3 separate regions of the Mus musculus genome follow, and regions 1 and 3 are each linked to region 2. A link is a contact called in public HiChIP or PLAC-seq data. All regions are on one chromosome and are shown on one strand. The core of a region is the stretch at or near the end of the contact, and the rest is flanking DNA. Distances in the headings are between cores, read along the strand shown. Region 1 overlaps Ncf2 (neutrophil cytosolic factor 2). Region 2 overlaps Nmnat2 (nicotinamide nucleotide adenylyltransferase 2). Region 3 holds the start of Ncf2 (neutrophil cytosolic factor 2).

Region 1 (4,498 bases), core at 564-3,063, 210 kb after region 2:
GGATGAGCCTGTAAGCCACAATGTCCCCATCACTAAGCCAATGTGTGGCATACAGGAGATGTTAAAAATGGCCTTAGGTCCCGGCTCCCTCCACTCACCACCGTATGCTCACACCACAGAGTCAGGCAGTAGTTTTTCACTTGGCCCCAGGCATCCTTCATGCTTTCTTCGGACAGGAGCAGAAGCTCGTGGCTGTCCCGACGCCGGTAGCTGGTAGGGATGATGAGTAAGGACCAAGGCAGAAAGTATCAACACAAAAAACATCCCATAGCCAGTCCTCTGCATCAGACAAGACCCACCCCATCATCCACCCCTGCTGCATCCCCAGCTCCCGACTTCATGGGGTTTACCTCAGTTTAGTGTGTTCTGGCGAGAGCGCCAGCTTCTTAGACACCATGTTCCGAAGCTGGCTGTAGGGGAGGCCAAGCCGCGTCTCCATGACCACTGTGTATTTGTAATGCACCTTGAGCATGTAAGGCATAGGCACGCTGAGCTTCAGTTCCTGAGGCAGGAGGAAGGAAGACCACCTTAGCGGCTGAGGTTGTTGACAGCATCCTGGACCACCACAGCCTTCCACCACTTTGTGTATGGGCACCAGGAGTGCCTCAGGGAAAGGGGGGTGTTTAATAAACAGCTGGTTTTTACCAGTTAATAATAAATCTAATAAGTTAAAAAATCAGTAGACAACTGTATATTAATAAACAGCCCATTTCTGCATTCCCTGAGAGGTCTTTCAGAGGGCTCCAATCCAGCACACTGAGACAGAAGTTTCTACTGAGCTATGTGCTCAGCTAGGGGCTAGGATGACGTGTAGATGGAGAGTCAGGTAGCAACTGATTCAACCCTTTCATTGATAGTCCATATTCTAAGAGATATCTCATGCTAGACAAGCCATGCTCACCCATCTCCACTTGGAAACAAGGAAAAACTTACCTTGGGCTCTTTTTGCTTGTGACCTAAATGGAAAAGGAGATGGTAAGTGAACACTCATAGTGGCACCTGCCACCCACAGTGCCCATCTCCCTACCCTTTAACATCCAGGGTGGATCTAGAGGAGCATAGAGAGCGCAAATGTGTGAGCAGAGCTGGTGTCTGCTTCCAGGGCGCTGCAGGTAGGTAACTATGGGGACTGGCTCAAAGGCCAGCTAACCCTGGAGGATCCAAGACAGACAGAGGGAAGATGGACGTGTGATAACCCCAGGCCCCAGGCAGAAGCACCAGGAAGATGATTACCATTTCATGGCCCTGTTTTGTGTGTGTTTATGGTCTGAAATGCACACTATGTTAGCACAGCAAAGTGTGTATAAGTGAAGTCTGAGACCCTTTACTACTGAGGATGGAAGAACCTCTGTGCTGCTGATTATTCGAATCCCTTGGGAACTTTTGCTAAAATCAATCAAAGGCCTAGGAGCCTGGTACTCCAACCTTTTCAGTGTGTGTCCTCCAGACAGAAAAGGTAAGAAAAAAAACTATGAGGGACACTGGATGGGGCCACCGAGGCATTTACATGTGGAGTAGGTGATACCTATCAAGGGCAGATGTTCTGGATGAGAAGTGCACTCTGTAGGCAGAAGCCATGCTTGTTCCCAGGGGACTTCTATCCTGGTAGGCTCGATCATGGATCTCTAACTTATATTTAAGTGGCTCTCAGGGGAGGAGGGGTAGAGAAGAGTCCAAATACATGAAGTAAAATGTAAGTAGCTGACGGGTTGTTTCCATTTAAAATGTTTGTGATGCAAGGGCACACGCCCTGACATGCACGGAGGCAAGCCATGCTCCTTTGTGGTGTTGATTCTCCAGTTCCTGTTTTATGGAGGCCCTGTGAGTGCACTCAGGCCACAAGGACTGTGCAGCAAGCGTCTTTGACTGTGGAGCCACCTGGCTGGCCCAGAGCTGCTGTGTTTAAGTGAAAAGTGTTGTGGCACTCAGTGTACCCCACCTCCAACTTCTCTGTAGGTTCGCAGCTTTCCAAATAAGTATGCAGGGGAGGGCCACCAAAGCAGTCTTTGGTCATCAGGTGGTCGTGCGCAGGATGACTCTGTCATCTACTGGAGCATCTGCTGAAGCTCACCAGGAACAAAGAGTCATCATTTTCCCACCCCAGATTATGAGAAGTCCTTCTGGGAAGATCTTCCATCCACACCATCCAGTGGTCCTTTGTTCAAGCCCTGGGGGCTCTGCTCTGCAGACATGTGCAACTCAGTGGTTTGACAAGAGCTGAGGTGTGAAAATGCGCTTGCTGCAGCCTTTTTCCTCCCACCGGCTTTAGGTAGTTAGCAAAGGATCACCTGGTGACTGCTCTGATGATGGCCACTGGCGGGCCCCATTACCTGCACTCATTTCTAAGCAGGTGAGGGCAGGGCACTGCCATCATGTTTCAGGGGGATGATGGATGGTGCAAGCAAGACAGGGCTCTGGAAAAATGTAGTCATAAAGCAAGGTGCATGCTGGGTAAAACAAGGAGCATGCTAGGTAAAGCAAGGTGCATGGTATGCAAAAGAAACGAGAATTTCCTAAATGACTCTGAAAACAGCTGTCTGTTTTCATGAAGCATCTGAGAGAGAGAGCTCCTTCCTCGGGGCCACCAACCTGGTGACAACTGGAGTCTTCCTGGGGGGCTAGAATTAGGAGGTGGTGGAATATCGGATTCTGGAGAGGTATCTTCCTGGAGGTGACAAGAGGAAACAAAAAGGTCAGACAAAAGCACAAGAGGGTTTCCTTGGAAAGAAGCTAGATGCAAATGGCTTCCTAAAGTGGAACGCTATGACACAGGAAAGGAGGCTAACTCTCAGGAGCAATAAGAACCCTAACGCCCACATACAAAACCCTTTGCCATCTTTTCGACCATGCTGAAAACCCATCAGCGTCAGGTGACATGGCACGCTTCTGTCTCAGCTGCGGAGTGTACTGAGAAAGGGAAAATTCCATTTCCCATTGGCAGGACATTTTCAACTTCAAAGCACCTCAGTTCTGTGACTCAGCACACGCTGTTCTTGAGTGTGAAGAGAGACTATAGGCTGTCTGTCATCAGAGTGCCACGTAGCTAAAGATGACAGACTTCTGATCCTCCTGCCTCCACATCCCATGTGTTAGGAGCATATGGCTTCCCGTCTGATTTGTTCCGCACTGAGGATTGAGCCCAGGGCTTCATGCTATGCGAGTGCTCTCCCATTGGAGCTACATCCCCAACTCTTACTTTCCTTTTCAGTGGCACTGTACCAACCAAACAAGCTGACTCTTCTCCCTGGTGAAGAGGCGGGCTTGGGAATACCTAGCCCTAAACCGTTAGGCTTTGCTGCCTATGTCTCCCTGACCAGGAGGACTAACAGAGGTAGGCCAGTCCAGTAGAATAACTGTTGCCTCCACTCGACACAGGCTCAGCTCTGGGCATCTGATACCAGCTTGAGTGGCCCAGATCTGTTGAGTCTTCCTTCTATGACAGGGAGGCCATCCCTTTCAACTCTAGAGAGTTGTGTGAAGGGTGAGAGCAACAGGCTAGGCCTCAGCACGACAGTACCTGGGGCTGCGACTGAGGGTGAATCCGAAGCTCAACTGGCTCCAGGTAGTTGCAGGGGACAAGCCCCTTCTGCAGTGTCACATTCCAGAATCCAGAAGGGAAAACAAAGACTCATTAGTACCCAGAGCATAGAACAGCCTGCAGCCATGGGTAGAAACAGCACACAGATGATGACCTTTGGGAGTTCTGCAAATGATGCAGCAGATACTGTCTCTGTGCCCTTAGCATCTCCCCGAACCACCCACCCCACCCCACCCCACCCCCATACCTGTCCATTGAACATGACTGTGGCCCAGTTATCACTGCCCTTCTTCAAGACAAAGACGATGTTCCCAGGCATGACCTGTAGCTCTTCTGGCGTCTCCGGCACAAAGCCAAACAATACGCGGTGTGCCTCACCTTCCAGAGCCCTGAGGGGTACACAGAAGACTGAGCCCACCATTCAGCTTGGACCATATCCCCTTACTGGGGAAGCACTTGAGGCCAGAGACTTAGCTTGGCACTCACTCTAATTCCACATCTTACTGCCTACAAGACCAGTGTCGGGTGCTGCCACCCAGGACCCCGAGAAGACAAGGCGAGAACACCATGTGAGTGTGTTCTGTAGCACACAGGAGTTCCCCTTCTCCCAGGGAACACCACGATGGGATCCAAGAACCCAAAAGTTACATGCTTTTAACTCTTGTAGCCTGTGGTGTGACAGCAGGTCCAGAATAAATTCCTTTCCCTTAGCACTTGCTGGCCTGTACTTCCAGCAATCCTCCTGTCTCTGCCTCTCAAAGGTGGGGGTCAGAAATGTGAGCCTCCGCTGGGTGGTGGTGACACATGCCTTTAATCCCAGCACTCGGGAGGCAAAAGCAGAGGCAGGCAGATTTCTGAGTTCGACGCCAGCCTGGTCTACAAAGAGAGTTCCAGGACAGCCAGGGCTACACAGAGAAACCCTGTCTTGGAAAAAAAAGAAAAAAAAAAGAAATGTGAGCC
Region 2 (4,717 bases), core at 331-2,830:
AGCTCAGTTCTAGAACATTGGCTGGATCAACAGGCACCGTTTATGTTGGATGGTCTCTGGGAGGTAGCGTGTGTGTGTGTGTGTGTGTGTGTGTGAAGTTGTTAAGTAATAAAGAAAAAGCAAGTGGTATAATCTTACTTATGTCTTTGTTTTGGTTTGATTTTTGAGACAGGGTCTCACTATTTAGCCCTGGCTGTCCTGGAACTCACACTGTAGACTAGGCTGGACTCAAACTCAGAAATCTGCCTGCCTCTGTCTCCCAAGTGCTAGGATTAAAGGTATGCACCACCTCTCCCCAGCTACTTACATCTTAAGAAAAGCCCCTGGGCTGTGAGAAGAATAGATCGAGAAACAAAATCATCACAGCCAAGATGAGAATCCATTTATTGGAGGGAGGAGAGAGGATGTAGCTCTGATGTAGAGCAACTGGATAATCAGTGTCAAGCAGGGTGCCGGGAGAGTGGGACCAGTCTCCACCCTCACAGGATGGAGGGAGAGGGGGTGGCAGGCACCACACCATTTCCCCAACATGTACTGAGCTTTTTTTAATGGAAAAGTGGAGACAGAATCAGGAAGGAGACTTCTTTCAGTTAACATGACACATTATGGAATGTGTTGACTTAGCACTACTGAGCCAACAAGCCCATGGGCCATGTTGGCATGCATCCCTTCTTCTCCCAGCAACAGCTTCCTTACTGCAGCACTTTGTGCTGTTTTTGGTCCAATGATGCTTTGAAACTTCAAATAACTTTGGACCTTGCTGGGACCAGTAGTTTTCAGATCATTCATTTGCCACGGACCAAGTAACAGGATGGGGAGGCTGAGGAGAGTGGGAAATGTTTGTCCGACCGCATGGAGTTCTCTGCACACCCACACACCAGGTCACTTTTCATTGTCATAAAGACATTTCTTAGTGGCTCAGGCAGCTCTCTCGGGAGCAGTGCCTGGAGATTTAGAGTCTTTGGATGCTGGTCTTTTCTGTGTGTCCCAGGCAGCTCCTCGCTTGTCCTGTCCCTCCTCTTCCTGGCTCCCCCATTTTAGAGGTGCTGGCTGTCAATGCCACACATTCTCCCTGACATCCTCTGTAACTCTGCAAGCAGCTTTCCTGCAAAAACCCTTACTAAATGTTGGAGCTCATCATATCAGCTGTCCCTGAAGCTCCCTGGCAGTCATGGAGTGGCTACAGCCAACACTCCAGCCAGAATGAAGAGAGCAGGAAAGAGGAGGGTGTTCTTGGAGAAGAGCATCACCTGGTATTTCACACCACACAGAGCCCTGAGAGCACAATGTAGATAGGTCATCTAGAGGTCACAGGTCATGACCTCACTCCCTGTCACCCTGCTCTACTCTTTCTCACTTCAGAGGTCCCAATGTTCTACTCTGAAGCTGAGATCAGCTAACCCTGAATGCTCAAAGAGCATTCTCAAGAGAGAATCCTGGGCGCTCCCAGAAAGGTGAACCAAGTCTTTCTGAGGAGTGCCCTCTGGTGGAATTCACCATCTCTGCCCCCTTGGGCAATGCCCTTGGACAATAGGCCTTTGTTCTCTAGATCCTTTGAAGGGGAGTGGAAAGCAGAGCGAATCCCTGCAGAGCCTCAGGCTGAGTCAGCACCAGTATTGTTGACCTGCTCTTTTGTGCACAGTGTCAGGAGCTGGTGACTCTCCTGGCTCTAGTCCAGGACACTTGCTTCTCTCTGTCCTGTCTGCTAGCCTCCCAATGCAGTGCTACTGCCGTGTGGCTTAAAGTCTTTTCATCCTGTGGAAGAGATCTTGAGAAACATCGTCTTGGTCTACAGTGTTTTTCTGTACTGGCTTGGGGACCCACAGTGATAGGAAATTGACACCCAGTTTGTGAACTCTGACCCTTTCCTTCCCCACCCTTAGCTGAAGGGACTAGAATAGTAGTCGATAGAAATCCTGCCTTGGATATCTGGATGAGAAGACAGCATACAAGAGAAGGGAAACGTGCAGACAGCTCTTGTGGAGGCCTGAGGGGCTACTGTGGACCATTTCTGAGCTGTTCATGCAGAGGAAACAATTCTGCAGAAAGAACAGTGAATTAGATACAGAGCAAGAGGAAAGAAGAGAGGGCAGATACTCTAGTGGCTCCCCAGTGCTTTCTAGGTTTGGGGTTCTGGCTTCTCTGAAGTTCATTTCCACCTGTGGGGTTCATGATTTCTTTTTCAATAACATACTTCTTGCTAAAATGATTTTTATCTCTAACACTCCACAAATAAGAACAGCAGCAATGATACCATCAGCAATTCTCCTAAGAAACAGTGCTAATTTTAACACACCCTCTCTGTCTGTCTGTCTGTCTCTCTGTCTCTGTCTGTCTCTGTCTCTCTCTCTGCGTGAGAGAATGTCTTACTTAGGGATTTCTTGCTGTGAAGAGACACCATGACCACTGCAACTCCTATAAAGGAGAACCTTTAACTGGGGATGGCTTTCTCTCTCTCTTTCTCTTTCTTTCTCTGTCTCTCTGGCTCTTTCTCTCTGTTTAAGGGTATTAAACACTTAGAGCCAAGTTGGTGGGATACACCCATAATCCCAGCATTCAGTGGGCAAGTCAGAGCTGTGCAGAGAGACCCTGTCTCACAACAAAGCACAAAAAGTTGCTTATAAGACTTAGTCCAAGCCGGGCAGTGGTGGCGCATGCCTCTAATCCCAGCACTTGGGAGGCAGAGGCAGGCGGATTTCTGAGTTCGAGGCCAGCCTGGTCTACAAAGTGAGTTCCAGGACAGCCAGGGCTACACAGAGAAACCCAGTCTCAAAAAACAAAAACAAACAAACAAACAAAAAGAACAGCCCTTAGCAGCTCCATTACAGAGCCTGTCATGTAGATGACTCTGCTGAGACTATTATCCAAGGCCTAAGGTCTCCCAGTGGTGGTTTGAATAGACTCATGTATGTGAACACTTGGGCCATAAGGAGTGGCACTATTAGGAGTTGTGGCCTTGTTGGAGTAGGTGTGGCCCTGAAGGAAGTGTGTCACTGTGAGGTGGGCTTTGAGGTCTCATATGCTCAAGCAATGTGTGGAACACAGTCTTTTTCTGCTGACTGTGGATCAAGATGTAGAACTCTTCAGCACCACATATGACTGCATGCTGCCATACTCCGCTATAGCGATAAAGGACTGAACCTCTGAAACTGTAAGCCAGCCCCAGTTAAACAGTTTCCTTTATAGGAGTTGAAGTGGTCATGGTGTCTCTTCACAGCAAGAAATCTCTAAGTAAGACATTCTCTCATGCAGGGATACGACCAAGGCCAACCGTTCCTTCCCACCGGCATCCACTGTCACTTTTCTGACAAGTGTCTGCCTTCCTCCCTCCTCCATCTCATACAGGAATCCTCAAGGTGAGATGCAGGCAGCTACAGTGGCGGCTGGGCCCACACTTGGCTGAGAATGCTATGGAGCATCCCGAGCAGGTATTGCGGCTGAAAGGTAACCTCATGTATCTAGCCTGTCCTCTGAAAGATGTGGGCGGGATCCATGGGTGACAGCACACCCCGGATAGAGATCATGTTTATTTACCCCCAGCCTGTGCCCCAGCTTTGATGCTGGGGCTTTCCCTTACCACCAGATATCAATCAGAGGGTACCAGGGTTCAAAAGACACTTCGCGGGGCTTCCAGGAACAAGGAGTTGGGTGGGTGCCACACAGTTGGAGCGGTTTGTTAGGAGATAGTCATCTCTAAGTGTCCTGAGCAAAGAGGACAACTCCGGGCAATGCCCACATGCTTGGGGCTTTCATGTCACAGTGCAGAGGCTTGGGGGTGGGGGTGGGCATTGGCTTCCCTGGGTCTGCTCCATCAGTTAAGTGTAGTTCTACATACAACTTCATGCATCACACAACTGCACATCTCCACCACCGGGGAGCGTTCCTGTATTAGTATTTTAATGTGCCATGGGTACCTTGTGCTCATTTGCTTGTGGGTACAGTGTGCCCCTAGACTGAGCCAGCCTTTGTCTTAGCCAGCTGGCTTCTTTCATATGTTAATTTCGAAGCCTTTGCTTAAGGACCTCCCACTCTGCCCTTCTCTCAGGCTTCAACTCCAACCCCATGAATGGGGGGAAGAGGTGACTGGTTGTCTAGCAAGGAAATTAGGTGAGATAGAGCAAGGCTGTGGTGATGGAGAACCTGTGTCTGGAGCCACCACTGGCTCAAATTCAGATCTACCATTCTCCAGCTGCGTGAATGTAGGCCGGCACTTAACTCTTTGATGTCTCTCTTGCCTGCCTGTAAAACTGTGTCTGTCACACAGGATCAGTATAAGCACTGCCTTAAGGAACACTAGGGAAGCATTTTGAATATGGTCCAGCATACAGTGTAAACAAACCCTACAAGCCAGCAGAGCCTGCTTGGTGGTCTGTAACTTCAGCTACTCAGGGGCCTGAGACAAAAGGGTGGGGGTTCAAACTGAAACAAAGTAACAGAAACAAACTGAAACAAAGTAACAGAAACCCAAACTCTGAGGTGTGGGTTAGTGCTAATGTGCATGCTTAGTGTGCTGATTGTTCAACGCCAGAACCGAATAGGAAGGAAGGGAGGGAGAATGGGAAGAATGGAAGGTCGGAGGGAGGGAAGAAGAAGAAAAGGCAAAAGTTCTCTGAAGCTCACTGTCATGGTTTGTATATGTTTGATCCAGGAAGGGGCACTATTTGGAGGTGTGGCCCTGTTGGAGTAGGCATGTCACTGTGGGTGTGGGCTTTAAGAC
Region 3 (4,392 bases), core at 212-2,711, 240 kb after region 2:
CAATGCCAGCATCTTCCTAGGGATACTTAGTAAAACTCTCATGATTGGCTGAATGGGTAATTAACCAAATAAACAATTGAGACCCTAAATGTGGATTCTCATCATACGTTTTTCTGAAGACTTTACTGTTATCCATCCTCCCAGCCTACCCCACCCCACCCCACCGGTACTGAAGATCAAACCCAGAGCCTCTCACATGTTGTGCAAGTACTTTACCGTTGACCTCCAACTCCAGCCCCTTCCCCGGCTTTTAAAAAATGATTTTGAGACAGGATCTCACTAGGTTTCCAAGACTGTCCTTGAACTTGCTTTGCAGCCTAGGTCTGGCTTGAATTCGCCACAACCTAAGTAGCTAGAATTCCAGGCCTGTGCAACCAGAGCCCACCTGCCTGTCCTCAGAGAATCAGTTTTGTCTCACACCCGACATGAAACCCTCCCTGACCCCGAGAAGGCCACAGAGATTGATTTCCCTTCCTCTGCATTTCTCTTCATTCTCTATCCCAGCACCTGAACACAGGGGCTCTGCTGTAAGTGCTAGAGGCAGGGAGCGCCCTTCTGCTTTCCTTGTTTCCCACAGAACCTAGCACCTAACATTCTGAGTAAATATGGCAGATCTAAGACATTTTAATAAAATGGTGTCACGCCCCACACATCTTAGCTCTCTTTGGGGCTACAGTCATCCTTTTCAGTTCTGCATTCTTTCAGAATGCTGAACCCCCACACGCTATCCCATCGCAGTGCTGGGGGGCTCTTTCAGATAACGTTATGTGGTTTCTTTCATGATTGCGCTGGGATCGCATATGCAGTTTCTTCGGCTTGCTTCCTCAGGCAAGGACTCTCGCACCGAGGACATCTAAGGCTAAAGACTACTGGAGACCAAGTGGTTTCTGATATCACAGGAGGAGAAGCTGTGAAGTAGTCAATTTTCTTGCTGTGGTAAAACACTCCGACAGAAACATCGTAATGAAGGCAGGGTTGATTTGGGCTCACTAGTCTCCAGGGTACAGTCCATGATGGTGGATAAATCATGGTGTCAGACCCTGAAGCAGCTGGTCACAAGGCACCCACTGTCAGGATGCAGGGGACCAACTCATACTCACGTAGCCTTCTTCTCTTTATGCAGGGAGGACCCAAGTCCTGGTCACTTTTCATAGCAGATGCTCTACCTCAGTTAACCTAAGGCAGACGATCCCTCAGAGGTGTGACCTGAGGCTCATCTAGATCCTGTCAAGCTCGAAACACAAAGCTTCACACCGACCTTGTCATCACAGGAAAAGGAAGAGTGTGACGAGTTAGAAACACACTCTGAATGGGAAAAAAAAAAAAGAAAAAGAAAGAAAAGAAATAAGAAAGGAAAAGGAACATGACTGTTCCCAGATATGGTGGAGGAGAGAGTTTATTATAGCTGTGTGGGAGAGAGAGCACAGCCAGAGTCAGGGACCTCCGGGAGAGTGCTGAATAGACAGGAACAGGCTGAGCTGTGCTATGTGGGGAGAGGGAAGGGGAGGAAGAAGGGAGTGGGAGGAGCCAGGCACAGCAGCCAGGAGGCCCAAAGGCACAAAGACAGCAGGTTACAGAAATGATTGGATTATGTAGGGAAGAGCAGACCTCAAGGCCCAAGAGTTCAGGATAGGAGGCAGGGTATGCCTGATAGGAGGCTCTGTGACACGTAGAGGGTGGAGGATTACAGAGAGAAGCTGGTGGCCAGCTCTGCTTTGATATGCTATAGCCACCTAAGCCATTTGTCCCAAGTTCGAAACCCAACCATTTCCACATTTAGTAAGATGGAAATCTCTAAGATTCTCTGTTGATTCCTCTGTTGTAGCAGCTGAAAGCATGTGGTCATTCTGCATGTGTCTGCCAACGTATGACAGTAAGTGAAGCATCCATGCTCCCTCCTCTTTTCTGGGATCTGTTGTCTGAACCACAGCAAAAGCACGGCCCACATTTGGACCGAAACACTCCCAGCCGGTTGGAATACAATGGACACACAGCAAGGCCTGTGAAGTTCTAGCTCTCAAGAATCAGAATTTAAGCCTGGCAGTAGTTGTGCATGCCTTTAATCCCAGCACTTGGGAGGCAGAGGCAGGTGGATTTCTGAGTTCGAGACCAGCCTGGTCTACGGAGTGTTCTAGGACAGCCAGAAACCCTGTCTTGGGGGGTGGGGGGGAGAATCAGAATTTAGGGTCAGGAGAGGGAGCGGTAGGTTCTGCCATGCTCTGCCCTCCAGAGCAGGGGTCAGGGGAGGTGGCAGAGAGGAGACTGAGAAGCACCCGAGCTCAGTTTTTCCCAGGGCTCTTCTGAGTTCCAGCCAAAGTCTAAGCCCTTACAATTTAGTGTGCCATCAAGCTTGCCTTTTGTTTTGGATTTTCAATACAGGGTTTCTCTTTGTAGGCCTGTCTGTCTTGGAACTTGATCAGTAGGCCAGACTGGCCATCTGAGAGACCAAACCTACCCCATCTTGGGACTGTACCCACGTACCAGGAAGGACCACACGGCTTGTCCTTGGCCAGAGGACACTTCCTGGCTACTTCCTATCAATAGTTAATCAAAGATTAGTCTGACTGTTTCAGATGTACCTTCAGGCTATTTGTATACGGCCTTATTTCAGAGCACCCACCTCTCAGCTTATAGCCATTCTATTAGATGCTTGCCAGACTGGACACCCTCTCCCTCACCCCCTCCCTTGCTCCTATTTTTCTATAAAAACTTGTCCTGCTGAGGGTTCGAGGCCGCTCCACCTTCCCTTTCTGTCCTTGCTGTGTCAGGATTGGGATGGAGGAGAGCCCAAGCCTGCGCTTGTAATAAAGAGACCCTAATGCTATTACATCGCAAAGGGCTGCTTGGTGATCTTTTGGAGTTCGTGGTTCCTGGAACAACACATCTAACTGAGAGATCTGCCTCCTGACTTCTGAGATTAATGGCATGTGCCACCCAGCAAATAAGTAACCATTTCTTTCTTTTTCCTCCTCAGGACAGGGTTTTTCTGTGTAGCCCTGGGTATCCTGGAACTCATTCTGTAGATCAGGCTGGCCTCAAATGTTTATCCTCCCGAGGGAAAAAATAGGACCACTACCACAATTTTGAGTCAAATTTAAAGCAAACGTTTTAAATACTGGCCAGGATGATAGACTCTGACCAGGCTATTCCTGAACGCCATAAGGCCATTGTGTTTTGATCAGATCCAATCAGGGGTGAGCAACCATCCTGACCCATTTCCTGTCTCCGTACCTCCTGCCCACATGTCATCTAGCACATTCGTGTAGTTGGCTCAACTGAACCTGTTTGGGGAAGTGAAAACACGTGACTTGCTTCTTCCATAAACAATAGCCTCCGTCATTTCAGGAAGTATCTGTCCTTGGCCAGGGTTTACAGGCCCGAGGCACTTTTTTTTTTTTTTTTTGGTTTTCGAGATAAGGTTTCTCTGTGTAGCCCTGGCTGTCCTGGAACTCACTCTGTAGACCAGGCTGGCCTCGAACTCAGAAATCCACCTGCCTCTGCCTCCTGAGTGCTGGGATTAAAAGTGTGTGCCACCACGCCTGGCCAAGGCACTTTTGTTTCATGGATCTTTTAGGCACAGTAATTAAAATTTAAAACATTACTTTGCCTTTCACATGAACTCACGGAGATCTGCCTGCCTCTGCCTCCAGTGCTGAACTTAAAGGCGTGGGTCTATGCCCAGCTGCAGCAAACTTGTTCTAGTTAGTTCTGTTGTATGCCTTTCCCACAAAACAAAACAAAAACAAACAAACAAACAAAAACCCAAACAGGAAAATAGATGGGAGTTTTTGCTGTGAGATTCTAAACTAATCAATTGCTAACAGGAGATGAGAGTCTCAGAAACAACACAGTCCTGGGGACTATGAAGTTGGGGGGTAATGGAAACTCTCAAGAACTCCAAAGAGGCCAGATGCCCGAAGAATGGATGATACGTGGCTTCTCACTAAGGAGGAACCAGATCAAAGTATGTGAAAGGCAAGACAAACTCCAGAGAGGGTCGTGCTTTCAAAAACATCATGAAAGACACAATATAAAGGCCTCTTAGCACCAGAAGAAGTGTGTGTGTGTGTGTGTGTGTTTTTTGGGGATTCCAGGATGTTGCAAGTAGTTCAGGGAGTTGAAGATACAGAGAGGATGCAGGAGGTAAGAAAGCTGCCTTCAGGCCCAGAGAGATGGCTCAGTGGGTAGATACCCGCTGCCAAGCCTGACGACCTGAGTTTGACCCTCCAGAACATGCAGTGAGGAAGGAAACAACTGCCTCTCTAAGATCCTTTGACCTCCATACTTGTAGCATGGTCCATGTGTCCCGTGTCTTCTCCACATTCTGCACACTCACGCATAAATACACACCCTCTCTGACACAAATTAATAAGTGTAAAAAAAAAGTTATAA

What was found. HiChIP or PLAC-seq counts read pairs in DNA pulled down with a chosen protein or histone mark.
Region 1: a contact with region 2 is called in an H3K27ac HiChIP or PLAC-seq map of embryonic stem cells, with 5 read pairs. The contact joins two enhancer-like sites. A contact is called at or near these places in 3 of 115 datasets of contacts at active chromatin or transcription factors (embryonic stem cells and neural stem cells).
Region 3: an H3K27ac HiChIP or PLAC-seq map of embryonic stem cells shows a contact between it and region 2, with 6 times the contacts expected there. The contact joins the promoter of Ncf2 here to the enhancer-like site in region 2. A contact is called at or near these places in 2 of 39 promoter capture datasets (cranial neural crest and stem cell-derived epiblast-like cells), 38 of 484 Hi-C or Micro-C datasets (the C2C12 cell line, the HL-1 cell line, the MNK3 cell line and 16 more), 20 of 115 datasets of contacts at active chromatin or transcription factors (cardiomyocytes, embryonic stem cells, extraembryonic endoderm stem cells and 3 more) and 1 of 9 other capture datasets (embryonic stem cells).

Annotation. Positions count from the first base shown.
Region 1 is chr1:152,829,781-152,834,278 of GRCm38.p6, reverse strand. It overlaps Ncf2 (neutrophil cytosolic factor 2), which reads right to left. Exons shown (of 16, transcript NM_010877.5): 9 at 3,786-3,927; 10 at 3,518-3,586; 11 at 2,590-2,665; 12 at 934-956; 13 at 351-502; 14 at 99-210. Among named protein-coding and RNA genes, the nearest start is that of Ncf2, 32 kb to the right of the region's middle. Within about 2 kb of position 1,813, at least 60 of the 459 cell types and tissues checked have an H3K27ac peak or open chromatin away from gene starts, as enhancers often do. A contact at or near this core is called in embryonic stem cells, where this site is marked.
Region 2 is chr1:153,037,129-153,041,845 of GRCm38.p6, reverse strand. The region is part of intron 1 of Nmnat2 (nicotinamide nucleotide adenylyltransferase 2); the gene reads right to left. Among named protein-coding and RNA genes, the nearest start is that of Nmnat2, 84 kb to the right of the region's middle. Within about 2 kb of position 1,580, at least 107 of the 459 cell types and tissues checked have an H3K27ac peak or open chromatin away from gene starts, as enhancers often do. A contact at or near this core is called in the HL-1 cell line, the MNK3 cell line, the N1E-115 cell line and 9 more, where this site is marked.
Region 3 is chr1:152,797,222-152,801,613 of GRCm38.p6, reverse strand. It overlaps Ncf2 (neutrophil cytosolic factor 2), which reads right to left and starts at 1,461. Exons shown (of 16, transcript NM_010877.5): 1 at 1,101-1,461.